4 separate regions of the Mus musculus genome follow, and all the other regions are linked to region 4. The links are chromatin contacts, called in public HiCAR-type and promoter capture Hi-C maps. All regions are on one chromosome and are shown on one strand. Each heading gives the region's core, a stretch centred on a gene start, on an enhancer-like site or on the middle of the called end of the contact. The rest is flanking DNA. Distances are from core to core; before and after follow the strand shown.

Evidence for each region. Promoter capture Hi-C pulls out the DNA fragments that hold promoters and counts their contacts. HiCAR-type assays count read pairs that join an accessible place to other places.
Region 1: a promoter capture Hi-C map of liver shows a contact between it and region 4, with 5 times the contacts expected there. The contact joins the promoter of Angptl1 here to the promoter of Cop1 in region 4. A contact is called at or near these places in 2 of 39 promoter capture datasets (hippocampal neurons and liver).
Region 2: a HiCAR-type map of astrocytes shows a contact between it and region 4, with 2.4 times the contacts expected there. The contact joins the promoter of Prdx6 here to the promoter of Cop1 in region 4. A contact is called at or near these places in 1 of 39 promoter capture datasets (pre-B cells) and 1 of 115 datasets of contacts at active chromatin or transcription factors (astrocytes).
Region 3: a contact with region 4 is called in a promoter capture Hi-C map of liver, with 2.4 times the contacts expected there. The contact joins the promoter of Pigc here to the promoter of Cop1 in region 4. A contact is called at or near these places in 3 of 39 promoter capture datasets (liver, neutrophils and pre-B cells) and 1 of 9 other capture datasets (adipose tissue).

The regions. Positions count from the first base shown.
Region 1 is chr1:156,837,731-156,840,889 of GRCm38.p6, reverse strand. It overlaps Angptl1 (angiopoietin-like 1), which reads right to left and starts at 1,867. Exons shown (of 5, transcript NM_028333.2): 1 at 1,653-1,867. The region is part of intron 8 of Ralgps2 (Ral GEF with PH domain and SH3 binding motif 2); the gene reads left to right.
Region 2 is chr1:161,249,482-161,253,078 of GRCm38.p6, reverse strand. It overlaps Prdx6 (peroxiredoxin 6), which reads left to right and starts at 1,869. Exons shown (of 5, transcript NM_007453.4): 1 at 1,869-2,057. The coding sequence starts at 1,963.
Region 3 is chr1:161,967,501-161,971,092 of GRCm38.p6, reverse strand. It overlaps Pigc (phosphatidylinositol glycan anchor biosynthesis, class C), which reads right to left and starts at 1,905. Exons shown (of 2, transcript NM_001039045.1): 1 at 1,814-1,905; 2 at 1-853. The coding sequence starts at 642. It overlaps 4930558K02Rik (RIKEN cDNA 4930558K02 gene), which reads left to right. Exons shown (of 7, transcript NM_001204904.1): 2 at 3,097-3,182.
Region 4 is chr1:159,230,922-159,234,092 of GRCm38.p6, reverse strand. It overlaps Cop1 (COP1, E3 ubiquitin ligase), which reads right to left and starts at 1,893. Exons shown (of 20, transcript NM_011931.4): 1 at 1,243-1,893. The coding sequence starts at 1,655.

The DNA of each region.
Region 1 (3,159 bases), core at 618-3,117, 2.4 Mb after region 4:
TAATTGGAGTTAAGAGACATCTTTAAGTAGTAGACTAGATATAAGCGAAGAATTGATTTTTAAAATTTGTTCACTCTCACATTGTCTAAAAATACTTTCTTATTTAATGTTTCCCACGTATGTTCAGTGAAAGCGCCATAGATATGTCACCTCGTAACCCTTCCTATTTATGTTGGGTTTCTCCTAGGTCTCAGGGGAATGTGGAAAATTAGTTACAGTCACTCAAGTTTGAACTGCGCCTTTGCCTGGTGGGTTTTAGAAAAGGGGTAAAAAAGCTTGTGCACTTATATTCATATTCTTAGTAGTATTTCTCTGTACTGTATTGCCAGCTATAAGGAGGATAAAAGCTGCCTTCCCTTCCCTTCCCTTCCCTTTGGCTGTACCCTGCACTGAGAGAAGCCAAAGGCATTGAAGTTAGCTGAGGAGCACTGACTGGCCAGGTGGAAGACCTTCCTAAGAATAGCCCTGGAAATGTCCCCAAAATAGACAGACGTGATCATTTGTGATTCGTTCGCACGCACACAGACACACACGTGCATTCGCTCTGTGAAATGCCTGCATAGGTGAGTGAGACTTGCTTTCATCGTGGCAGGAGCCACGGAGATGATGGTGTTTCAGATGGAGTATGATTTCGAGATTTTACAGACTCTCCTGTAAAATACGTATTTAACAGAGCTCAGAGTTGAGAGTTTTAATGTTTAAGCAAAGTTGAAAAAACAAAATCTGAACATTACTATTATTTGTTTGTTGAAAATTCCTACCACTAAAGATTAAAAGTCAGGGAATCCTCCCACCATAACCGCTTGCTGTCTTTGGTGTTAAAGCTTGCTGTTGGTGAGTAGCAATTTCATAATTCTCATGACTAACCAAGCCCCCCAATAGAATGTTGAGGGCATGCTCCTGCCTCTTAGGGACAGTTAGGAAGGTTATTTTATTTTTATTTTTTTAAAACAGGCTTTTGGCCTTGCCAGTTTTTCTTCAGTACTGACATTTTCTGAGTTCATATGCTTAATCCTGGTGACCCTGACAGGTCTCAATCCTGACCTTGAAGGAGGTTTTAATTATTGTTTGTATCAATATTACTTTTCCAAGGAATTTCCAGCTTTAATCTGTTGCTGAAATGAAATTTCTGTTGTAGGAAATTGTTTAAAATGATTAATCATAACAAGAAATAACATAGATTAACAAAGACTCAGAAGAGTTTTGTTCAGTTGTAACTGAGATTCTGTTGCAAGCATTCAGCTGACCAGCTCTTAGCTTTGTTTTGTAGCCATACTTTGAAAATCGCAGTAGTTGGTGCACGTCTTTACACACACACCAGTGTTCAGAAGAGAAACTCACCGCGCTCACAGTTGTTTCCTTTATCCTACATCCTTCGCTGTGTAAGCCTTAGGCATTTACTGAGTTACTTGTAAAATTTTGTAATGTCACTAGAGCATTTGTGTTTAGAACCCAGCATGTATGTCTCAATCTGTAGTCACATATGAAGCACTTCATGACTATTTTTACAGAAAGATGCAAAACAAAACCTTCAGATACAAATTGGCAGCATCTTCTAAAGTTCCCTGAGAAATCTCTTACTTTCTAGTACAAAGGACAATGATGCATTTGACATAGAATTTTGAATAAATCTAAGAGAAATATTAAAATACCTTTGTTGTCTGTTGAAAAAAGCGAGTCCGTGAACGTGCGTCCTTGCCCTTGCTCTCTGAGATCAGTGTAGAAGTTTGTTCGGCTTTACTTCAGAGGTAACTGCGTTTTTTGCTCTGACCGGTGAATCCAAGGAGTAAGGAACTTCTTTTCACAGCACTAATGGACTGAGTTTGCTGGGCCACCTATGTAACTTGGGGCTATCTGTGGACTTCTCTAATGCAGCAGAGAAGGTTCTGTGCCTGTGCTGTCTGCTGCATGGAAATGTGCAGAAACCAGCCGCAGCTGACAGACTGTCCACACAGTCCGAAGAGTGATTCCCTCTCGTTCTCAGTAGACTCAAGTTCAGCCCACATATTACGTCATTAGAAAAGAGCTGGAGCCAGGAGAGGGGGTAGGAACCTCCTCCTTAGGATTTCCTCTCGCTGCCGAGGTGGGGCTGGGGGAGCTGGATCAGCAGGAGGCTGAATAGCTCTAACAAGGAGAGATTGTGTGCAGGTTGAAGGAAGGGCACCATCTGGAAACAGGCTATCATAGTTCAGCAGGCAATTATAAAATAAACATTTTAGTCTGCCTGCCACAGAGCTTTTGAGTTGGAAGAGAGAGAGAGAGAGAGAGAGAGAGAGAGAGAAAGGAAGAAAAGAAAAGAAAAGAAAAGAAAAGAAAAGAAAAGAAAAGAAAAGAAAAGAAATCCACTTTAGAAGTAGCTGCAGGCTGTAAGGAGCTAGACTTTCCCCAGAAGCAGCCACCTAACAGTGCTATTCTGACAGCCTCCGGGACGCTTAAAATTGTAAGTAATTGTGTAATGTTTAAGAGAAAATTGCTTTTATTAGCTTGACCTTTAATCTCAGCACTCGGAAGGCAGTTGAATCCCTATGAACTTGAGGCCAGCCTGGAATACACAGTGAGCTCCAGGCCAGCCAGGGCTAATAAGTGAGAATCTGACTGAAGAAACACACACACACGCACACACATGCACACACTGCAGACCAGCCAGGGCTAGTGAGAACCTGACTCACACACACACACACACCCCTTGTTTTTATATGTAGTCACCTAAAACAAGGGAAACTGGTAAATCTGGTGAAAGAAAAATCTTAAATTCTGTAATACATAATTGATGCTTTTTCTGATCTTAAGTTCTGTGATAGGTAATATACTTGCCTATAAAATTATGCCTCCTGTCCTAGCTAGGGTTGCTGTTGCTGTGAAGAAACACCATGACCAAAGACAACTTAGGAAAAGGTTGATTTGGCTTACACTTCTACATCACTGTTCATCACCAAAGGAAGTCAGGATAGGAACTCAAACAGGGGAGGAACCTGGAGGCAGGAGCTAAGGCAGAGGCCATGGAGGAGTGCTACTTACTGGCTTGCTCAGCCTGCTTTATAGCACCCAGCCATAGGACCACCAGCTCAGGGGTGACTGGGCCCTTTCACATCAATCACTAAGAAAATTTCCTCCAGGCTTGCCCTCAGCTGGATCTCATGGAGGCATTTTCAGTTGAGG
Region 2 (3,597 bases), core at 620-3,119, 2.0 Mb before region 4:
AGATCATATTCCAGAACAGCCAGTGATACACAAAGAAATCCTGTCTTGAAAAACAATCAAGCAAACAGACATGTTAATCTCTACCTTTAAAGAATTCCAACTTTTGCCAAGGCTAGAGCACGGTTACTAAATCACCACCAGCAGGCTACTTCTGGCACTATAGATTGGAATAGGTGTTTATCTTACTATACTCGCTTAGTTTAAAGTGGTGGCTATGTAATTATGCCTTTGATAGAGATCAGCCACTTTGAGTCTGCATCCAGTCTCTTTATTGTGGTGTATCTGATTTTTAGCCCATCTTTGCAACACTGCTTATAGTTCCTTAAGGTCAAGCTACCCTGCTTCCCTACTGTGAAAATACATAATAAATAAAGTGAAGATACGTGCTTTCAAAACAGAAGGGTGGAGTCAAGCTAGAGATTAAGTTACCTTAACTTTAAAACGCATGGCAGTAATCTCTGTGAAGCAGGCAAGACCAGTATGCATGCAGACACAAAGACAGGGCTTATCACCATGATGAAAACGCAGGGTACAGTGGGTCGCTGCACTCAGCACCGCCACACGCTTTCCTTTAAATCCGTTGAGTCTGTTCCAGAGGATTCCTCACACCGAACAACAAACACTCACAGCTCCCCTGTCCATATCACCTTACATGATATCATAACTGCACTTTTCCTGTAAGAGCTGGGACTATGTCTCACATCAGGCCTCGCACGGTGTCTAGCTAGCAATAAGGAAAGTGAGAGTTACTGCGTGAATTGTGTCATCTAATAATAGCTACCACTCTGAGAGCACCTGCCATGTTCTAAGTAGTCTACTGTCCTGCAGGCTTCCCCAGGCTGGGCCACACAATCTGAAGCTGACCTCCAGGTAGCCTCACTTAACTTACATAAACTCGCTTTAGTTTCTCCAGCTAGGACTCGGGGCTTTCTAATACATTGTCCTCCACCACACCTTAGCGCTGGCGATTGGACCTAGGGCCTCCCACACTCCAGTCAAGCATCCTGCCGCACACCTGCTTCCTCATTCCCCTTTATTTTGAGACAGACTCTAAGTTCCCCAGGTTGGCCTTGAACTTCCTCTGTAGCTCAGAATTTACAGTCCTTCTCCTTTCTCCAGAGTAGTTGGGGTTTCTGGTTTGCGATCACCAGGCTGAGCTTCTAACAGATTCTGGTTTCTGTGCAGAATGTCTGCCATCTGTCTCTAATAAGGGCAGGCATCTTTCTCCACTTTGTGCTTAGGAAATAGGAAGTCAGTGGATCAAAATGTCCCATTTCTTCAGGTGGGAATTCACTTGCATACACTCGATCTCAAGAAGCCTGTTGTGAAACCTATATTTAAACTTTAGGAATAATGTGTTGAGCATTTTATAAGGAACTCCAGGAATGGGGAGGCAAAATTTAAAAAAAAAAAAAAACGGTTCTTTCCATTGCCCTCTTATTGACATTGGTACAGAATGTTTGCTGCAATAAGAAAGCCACTTCCTCTGACTTAGCCCACGTCACAAGTCTGGTTCTTGCCACATCCTGAAAAACTTCTGAAACCCAGGTTGGCTGAGTAGTCAGTCATTCAGCCAACTACTAGATGCTCATAGTAAAAGAGGGCTATACCCCAAGACCTCTAAATTGTAAGTCCAACAGGGGTGAGAATGTCAGAGGATTTGCGCTAATTCCGCCTTCTCCTAGAGCATCTTTGCAGAGCCGCCAGATCTACAAGTCCCCGCAATTCTCGGTCTTGCGCTTCCTTCCTATTGCACGTGGCCTTCTTTAGCTCCAGAATCTCCCTTGCCTGCAAGCTCCACGTGAAGAACCGCAGCCGCCAGACTCGCGGTCGCCCCACCCCGCCCCAGCCCCGCCCCAGCCCCGCCCACTCGGCCAGCACTGATCTAGGTCTCCGCAGGAGCCCGCCCGCTGCTCACTGCTGCGGCTGCGCCTCCTTGTTCTCAGCGTCACCACTGCCGCCATGCCCGGAGGGTTGCTTCTCGGGGACGAAGCCCCCAACTTTGAGGCCAATACCACCATCGGCCGCATCCGCTTCCACGATTTCCTGGGAGATTCGTAAGTGGCCACCGCGTTGCCCTGCCAGGTGACGGGTCCCCAGAGCTACCTGCCTCGCTTCTTTCCGGGTTGCGCTCGGCCGCGGCGGGTCTCTGGCTTAGCCCCTCACCGGTTCCCGCACGTGCCCGCCGCCGGGGTCCTGCCGAGCATCACCGGGCATTGCTGGGGACCTGCGACCTCTGCCCGGCCCTACGCCGATCAGCGGATCCTTCCCTGACCCAGCGTGGCTGGCCTGGCATGGGAAAGGAGGTCCTTGCCGAGGACGGTTTGTTGTCTGTTTAACCTGGTTTTGTAAACAGTGTTGGGTTTGTGTCGGGGTCGATCTGAAAGCCCAGGGGAGGTGGGGCAGGGTTGCTCGGTGTTTGAGGTCATTTCCCGGGACGCTTGCCCAGGGTCGCACTGCCCGCCCTCCTGCCGCTCTAGAAGTTGTACCTTGCGGAAGGTGGGTGCCTAAGGTCAAAGTTAGAGCACACAGCCACAAATTAAGGGCTGTCCCGACGTTATCTGGGTTCCTCTTAACTTCGGGGAGTGTTTGCGGACTTCTGAATTAAAAAACAAAACAAAACTACGGTGCCAAGTAAGTAGCCAAAAGACTTTTTGTCCAGAGCCTCCTTCAGAGGTCAAAAATAAGATTATATGTAACAGCTTTGGGAGCACCCAGAAACACTCTGTAGGCGTGACCGTGATTCTAGAAGAAGCAATGCTTTGAGGGAAAGGCTGCGACCATTTTGCCACTCTAGGCCATTCCAAGGCTAGGACACGTGTGCCTCCCCACTTGGAGACTCTTTTGTTTCCCAGTGGTCCCCTCCCCCTCTGCTTTGCATCAGCGCCTGGCCTTGCTGCTGATAACAACAGTGGTGGCCACAGTGGCTAGGTATGCACCGATTTTGTCTTAGTTTTACAGCTCCTGAATGCACACATTGTAAGATGCTTAGTTTCAGTCCGCTTTTTGCATACGCGTCAGGCTATGTTGTGGTTCTGGAGTTTCAGTGCCCAATGACACTGAATAAACAAACTCTTGGGTCTGTCTGTGTCCTTTTCGTATCTAGTATGTATGTATGTATGTATGTATGTATGTATGTATGTATGTATGTACGTGAGGACAGAGCAGTTTATGAAACTACTCCGTGACCAGGCAGGAAAGGAAGCATTAGAGAATCTTTCCTGAGGTGAGTTTGGCTCCTCCTGACTAAGGGGAAGCAGAGCTTTTAAAAGAGAAAGGTAGACTAGAAGAAGTAGCAAATGGAACCCTCAGGCCTTGCAGGAGAAAAGTCTAAAAATAAGCATGCCAGCCAGACTCATCACTCAAAATCTAGTGTTAATATTTATCCAAGACTGCCAACGATTTACACAGTGTTCCTTCCCATTCCTGTCTGCAGCCCACACCCCCAGGAAATGTGAGGGCTTGCTGGAGCGCTTCATCTGTAAGGATGAGAGATAAATATGAATCTAAAGCGCGTGTGCTGTGAAGATAGCCACACTATAGAGTCGGGGGCGGGAATCTTAGGGATTGTTTATTGATCTAGATCTGGATGCAACT
Region 3 (3,592 bases), core at 656-3,155, 2.7 Mb before region 4:
GGGCCACAGTGCAAAGATCTGGATAGCAAACGTCACCATAATGAAGGCGTGGAGTGACCGGGGGAGGCGTGAGGCCAGGCAAACAGAAGCAAAGATGGCCATGTTCAAGGACAGGGTGCTGGATACAATAGCAGCATTGGCACCGTAATCAAAGAAGATGAGATGGCCTAACAGCATAAAGACTGCCATGGCGTAGATAGTGTCTGTACTGACAGACTCCGTCAGGGTCTTTAGCACAGGTGAAAAACCGTAAGTGAAAGTGATAAAGACCAGAGTACTCTTCAGGTCGGCCCACCGGGTCCGCCCACTCTTCTTCCGTCCATCACCTCCATCGATAAGATCGAATAAAACATACCCAACCAAGGAAGATGCCAGTCCGGTCCCAAAAAGCCACTGGGGAGCCAGAAGACCCTCATCCATGTACCACCAGATCACTACAAAAACACAGACACTGCACAGCTGCTGTATCACCACACTGGACTCAAATACCACAGCCCAGTACTGGTACTTCCGGGCATAGATGTTTTTCCGGAGTTCTTCCAGGAACCTCTGGTCAACATAGTTATCAGGGAACGGCTGCCGCTCATATAAAACCTTCTGCCACTTGACTTCTGGGGTGTCTGTTACACGTTGAGCACACATTATCTCATTCTTTCCTCAAATCCAGGTTGGCTCAATCTCCCTCAGGGACGTCCATGGGGTTCTGGTTCTTGATAAATCTGTAGATTAAGAACTCTCTGGAAATGCCATGCTGATACCCTACAGAACTTTCCTTGTTTACAAAGCCTTCAGTACAAGCTGAGCCTGCATTAGATGAGTTTGTCCTGAGGGTCAGGACAACACAGCTAAATTCCTAGAAGAGAGAACTGTAAATATATGGAAGCTGGCATCAGATACAATAAAAAACAACTTGGCTTACTGAAAGCCTAGATAAATTGTGTCTGGTGACATAATGCGGCATTAAGCCTTCACATTTTAAAGTGTAGTCTTAATAATTGATATCTGCATCTAACTCAGAATGTTAAATGTCTTATGCACCTTCTTTAACTGTCACAGCCTTACAAGTTAATACCAGTTATGAGTTTACCTAATAAGACATCTGAGTTTCAAAACAGTAGAGTATTTAGGTCCCAGGCTAACAGCGTGGAGCCAGACCTCCTACAAAAGTCTAGTGTCAAAGTCTCTGCTTCTGGTCGTCCTTCTCTAAGCCAGTCTTAACTTGGGCATTCATACACTCTAAGGTTTATACTATTTTTGCATGATTATATTTGCAACTTACGCAAATTTATAGGGACAGAATCCATCCATAGCCGTTACTAGGTCCCCAAAGGTATCTGAATAAGTTATCGGTCGAATGACAATAACCTGCACCGTACAAAAGGGCATGATCTCTCTATAGTTTTAGCCCAAACCAAGAACTCAAATCTTTTTTGTTCATTAGCTGAACTTACTATCCTTTAAAGTGCTATATCATCCTAATTAACTGAAACAGCAAAACTCTAGCGCAGGATCAAGAAAACAATCATCCCAGTCGTAAACACAGAGGTCATTCAGCAAATTCGAGAAAGAACTTCCTGCCGGACCGTCTGTATTTTTCGTGGAGGCTAGGATAGACCTTTGCTTTAAAAGCCGTACACCCTGGAGTCGGCCCTCACGCACTGGGACCTCGGGATTTGAAAGGTCCCCGTCACCGGGCGGCGAAGGGTCTTGGGCTACCACTCACCCAACCGGCCTGCCCCGCCCGCCGCTGCCGACCCCCGCCCCAGCCTTGGATCAGCCGGAAGCGCTCACAGCGAAGGACGCCGGAACCCACCTGCACCAAGCTCTTTAGGGGGGTGCACGACCGAGAAGAGCGGCCGCCTAGCTACTTCTACATCCGGGACGCCGGCTTGGAAGGGGACTACTGTGGAGGAGCACTTCCGGATCCGCAGCACTCGGCGGCCAAAGCGTCCCGCCCCGAGACTCCACACCGCGAGGTCACTGCTGCCCTCTACTGATTGCTCCTCTCCTGGCAATCTGCTCCTAGTGGAATGCTAAGCCTGGGAAGCAAATCCCTCAGTGGGAATTACTTCACAGGGTGTGGAAGGCAGGAGAAGGCAGGAAGAGTCGCGGGGCTGGTGGAAGACTGGTAACTGCAAGGTTACCATGACATGTGTTGACAGGCTCTCAGCCAAGGGACTTTCCATGCATCCAAACCCTCCTCCTATAGGTGCCAAACCAGGCTTCTGGTATTCACCAAAAAAAAAAAAAAAAAAAAAAAAAAAAAAAAAAAAGGGGGGGGGAGTCGGGGAGATCCCAGATCTCACATAGCATCCTGTGCGTTGACTTGCACAGAGACGATGCGATCATTAGTTTGTTTTTGACCAAAGTCAGGCAGCTGGTTAGTAATTGCAAGTAGATCAGAAATATCCAAATGTGGATGGCTCCAAAGCTGGATCCTTTCCTAGACTTTGCCACCTAAAAGAGATGAGGGTGGAGAGCCTTTGGGACGAGAGATTGCTGATTTTCAACTGGGGTCTTGGAAGTGTCACAGGATTTATAAATAGATGGAAGCTCGAAGAATTTAAAATATAGAGACTGTTAAATAGTGTGGACACAGAGGCAGAAAGCATGAACCCATTTATTCATATTCACACTATCTGGGCTTTGAATTCTTTGTCTGTAAAAGAAAGAAGGCGCTTATTTGTTCTTGGCCACCTTATGGAATGGTTGGAGGACTCTCGTGTTAAAATAGTTTGCAATGTATTGATTGCTGTGTGGTTGCTGTTAGCTTACTTTGCTTATTGTAATACCAGCACTGGTCAAGTATTTTAACTTTTTTTTAATATTTTGTTTTTAATTATGTCTACATATGTGCTCCTGACTCCAGGTGTCTGTGGAGGTCAGAAGAAGGTGCTAGGTCCCCTGCCGCTATAGTTACAGGCAGTCATGAGCTGGCTTGTGGGTGCTGTCAACTAAACCTGGCTTTTCTCCAAGAGGAAGGAGTGCTGTTAGCCACCAAGGCATCTCTCTGGCCCTGTGACTCCCTTTAAGATTTAGTCTTCGGAAGTGTGATAAACTCTGCAACCTGATCTCTTTCCATTTCTCTCTCTGTAGGCTTTTGTTCCAAAGTTTGACAAGATTCCTTGGCTGAGTGAGGCCAGCCTGGTAAACAAACCATTGATCCTGAGCATCCCCAGAAGGTAACTTCCCAGCTTCTGAGGACAGAGCCTTCGAGGCAGAGCTCAGTGGTTGTACTCTTAAGGTGGAGAGGTGCATGTGCCCTGTTGAGAAACCAAGTCGAATGCAAAAAAAAGAAAAAGAAAAAGAAAAAAGAAAGAAACGCCCTGGGTTTCTCAGACAAAGGTTATGCTATGTAAAGGCCTGGCTAGAAGAAATGAGAGCCGCCATAACCTTCATTTCTGCGTGTACTATTCAACCACAGACACTGTAACTCAAAACACTTCCATAGTTTCCCCCCACCCCGCTTCAATTTCTAGTCTTCGAATTCTAATTATCAATAACCTAGAACTATAACACGCCATCTTTATAGAGTAGCAATAGCTGTATTTCACGTGGGGCCTCCTCCAGTTTCATGGGTCGCTCATGCCCT
Region 4 (3,171 bases), core at 644-3,143:
ATAAAGCCAAACAAAAAAAGGAATGCAAACACCTCTTACACCCAACCATAAACTTCTTAAATTACAAATAACCACAGCTATAATTCTATTTCAACACACACACAACTTCTGAATCTAAACAAAAGCAAAATTACGAATTATATTAGTGAACAAGAAAGTGTAGCTAATACCTTTCTCAATGGTTACAATCTCTAAGCTTATCATCTTTAATAATACCATTTAAGCCCATCTTCTACTGTGATCTGAACTAACTTCCCCAAGCATGACTGTTCAAGCCAACTTCCTACATCATTAAGTCAAACAACAAGTTCCTTCTTAGGAAAGGCCCAGAATTCTACCAGTTTGTGAGCAGGAAATCTTCATTAAGCTCTCATAATCTTACCAGTAATATCAAAACCCAATTAAAATTCAAAGCATTCTTCAAGACAATCAGATTCATCTTTTGCTTAAAGTCCCTCTTAGATGCCAAATGCCTGAATTCTACTGTGTCGCTCAAGATGCCAGCTGTGATGCAATGACTGTAAAAGCGTTTCTCAAGTCAGAGATTCCAGTGTATACACAGCGCTGCGATCGTTCCATACAACACAGAAACACTAAAAATGTGTTTCCCTTTTTCCAACAGTTGAAACCTGGAATTGGGTGTGAACAAACTTTGACTACAAAATTATTAACAGTATTACAAGTGTCCTATCTATTCAAATTCATATTCCAACGCAGGATGGGCAAAAATAACTTCGTAAAGCATCACCAACCAGGTTTCGAGCACCATCTACTTTTTTACAATATAGTGTTGACCAGCAATCCCACACCTCAGAATCACCAGGCACTAACTAGTCTTCTACCTCCGAAAATCATGAACTACTCCTGACTGATACTTCGTCCACTAGATGGCCAAAAAAAGAAAGAAAACAAAAACAAAAACCAGAAGGGATTTAACCTCCTACCCCGAATACTTCCTTTCTAATAACCACTTACTGGACCTCCATCTTTATCCTTAAGCACTCCCTTAAATGCCTTCAGTTCCTGGACACCAGCACCCACTTCTGTGCAATCCCATTTCACCACTTTGCCTAAGGATCCCAGTCCAGCTCCACCTCCCAACCGGGAACCTTAACTCTGCAAACACTCAACTCTCTAGGTTCGAATCCCAGCACCTCCAACAGGCCTCCCTCCACGGGACCCCGCCAGGCTCAGCAGCAGAAACTCGTGGTCATGCACGCAGGGGCTGCTATGCAAACCCACCAGACGAAGTCGTTGCTTTTGTCCTCGTAGGAGTTGAGGAGCCCGTTACAAAGCGGGACGAGCAGAGGTCGCTTCCTACTGCTACTGCCGAGGCTGGAGCTGCTCCCTCCAACGCCGGCGCTGGGCCTGGCCGCGCAGCTGAGCCGGGACTGGCCCGCGGACACCGCCCCGCCGGCGCTCGCGCTGCCAGACACCGCGGCCGCCACCAGCACAGGCCGCCCCGGGCCGCCGAGGCCGCCGGAGCCCGCGGCCGGAGCCACGCCGCCGGACACCAGCGTCGCCGCCGAGGCCGCCACGGACGGCGGCGACGGAGACGAGGATAAGGACGAGGAGGCGGAAGTCACCGAGGAGGCGGCCGAGGAGCCGGGGCTCGTCCCAGCGGAACCCGAGCCGGCCTGGCGGCTACCTGACATCGTGACTCCCTCCCTTGGCCCTGCGCTCCGAGGCGAGGGCCCGGACAGACCGCGACCCTCCGCCGCCCCCGGCGCTCAGCTCCCGAGCATCCTGAGGACGCGCCGGGAGACGGGCCGGGGGAACAATAAAGTTAGGCTTCCCACCGCCGCCCCGCCGCCGCGTCCTACGCGAGGGGGCGGGGGAAACTATCACATCCGAGGAGCCATGACTGCCGAGGAGGCCGCCGGGGCAGCCAACCCGGGCGCGCCGAGGCGGTCGGGCTTGCGCATGAGCGGCGGAAGGGGCGGGGCAGCGGAGCAGCTGCGCGCGCAGGCGCCGGCGCCGGCGCCGGGCTGTACGGAGATGCCGAGCGTGTAGTTCTCCGAGTGGAAAGCTGATTTCCTTTCTGACGTAGTAGAGAGATGGCCGTTTTCATGGAGCCAAAGGGTGGAAGGGGAAAGGACGGGGAATCTGGTCTAGTGGACCGGGAACGCTCGAAAAGCAACTGCTTAAGCGTGCCCCGGGTGGACGCTGGCGGATTGCCCAGCTAAAACTGCGGCGGTACGGAGCAGTGGTGTTGCGCATGCGTGTGAGCGAGCGCGCATGCGGCTATGGATTATTATCTGGAAAATACTAAGCTCACTTGTGTTCTCTTGCGGCTTCGCGCTTTTTCCCGATTGTGTGGCAGGAATATAATTTGTTTTCGTTTAGATTTTTTTTTTCTGTTTAGATTTTGAAGTCCTGTTAGGAGGAGTAAGGGGCCAGGGCAGTGAAAAAGGGTTACAAGCCTTAGGTTTCAATCTGAAAGAGCCACAACGTGAGGACTTCCCCACGTTCTGACTCAGGAGAGGCGACACCCCAAAATCACCAACGAGAAACGGTCTTGCTGCAAATTGCAAGAGGATTTTTATTCAAGAGCGCTCTCGGCCCACGGTCATACACCACGCAGGGGTAGAGGACCGTGGCGCCCCGAGTAGCTGGGTTAGGGGGTATTTAAAGGAAGAAACCACAACTTAAGGAGGTGGGAAGGGCGTTGTTGGAAAATACCAAAAATACCAGTTAAGAGTCACAAGGAAGTACAAAGTCACAAGTGTCAGGTTATCTCTCAAGACAGTTTCTAAGAGCCCCTAACAATCTAAGAGCCCCTAGCAATAGCACCTTTGCATAGTGGGTTCCAGCAATGGTCAGGGTGACTTTCTTTGAATTAACACTCTTTGAACCCAGGAAGCTGATGGGTGGAGGAATGTTGATATCTGTTTTATGATTAGCATACCTTGGAGCATTGAGTCACAAAGGCAAAATTCCCAAGCCTGGGCCCAAAGGCCTAGAATTTTGTCTTTATTACTCTTTCAAATCAAACATTTTATAGTACCAGAAATTATTTGCTTCTTGTCCCTGATGTCACTTATCTAAATTATCTCCAACCTTTTGTAAAACCTCATTGATAACTCCGTCTTTGTTGGCATTGAAGCAGCAATACTCGCCTAGTTCCCCTGGGAAATGAAAACTAAGTCTAAACCTGGCCGGTTTAGGAGG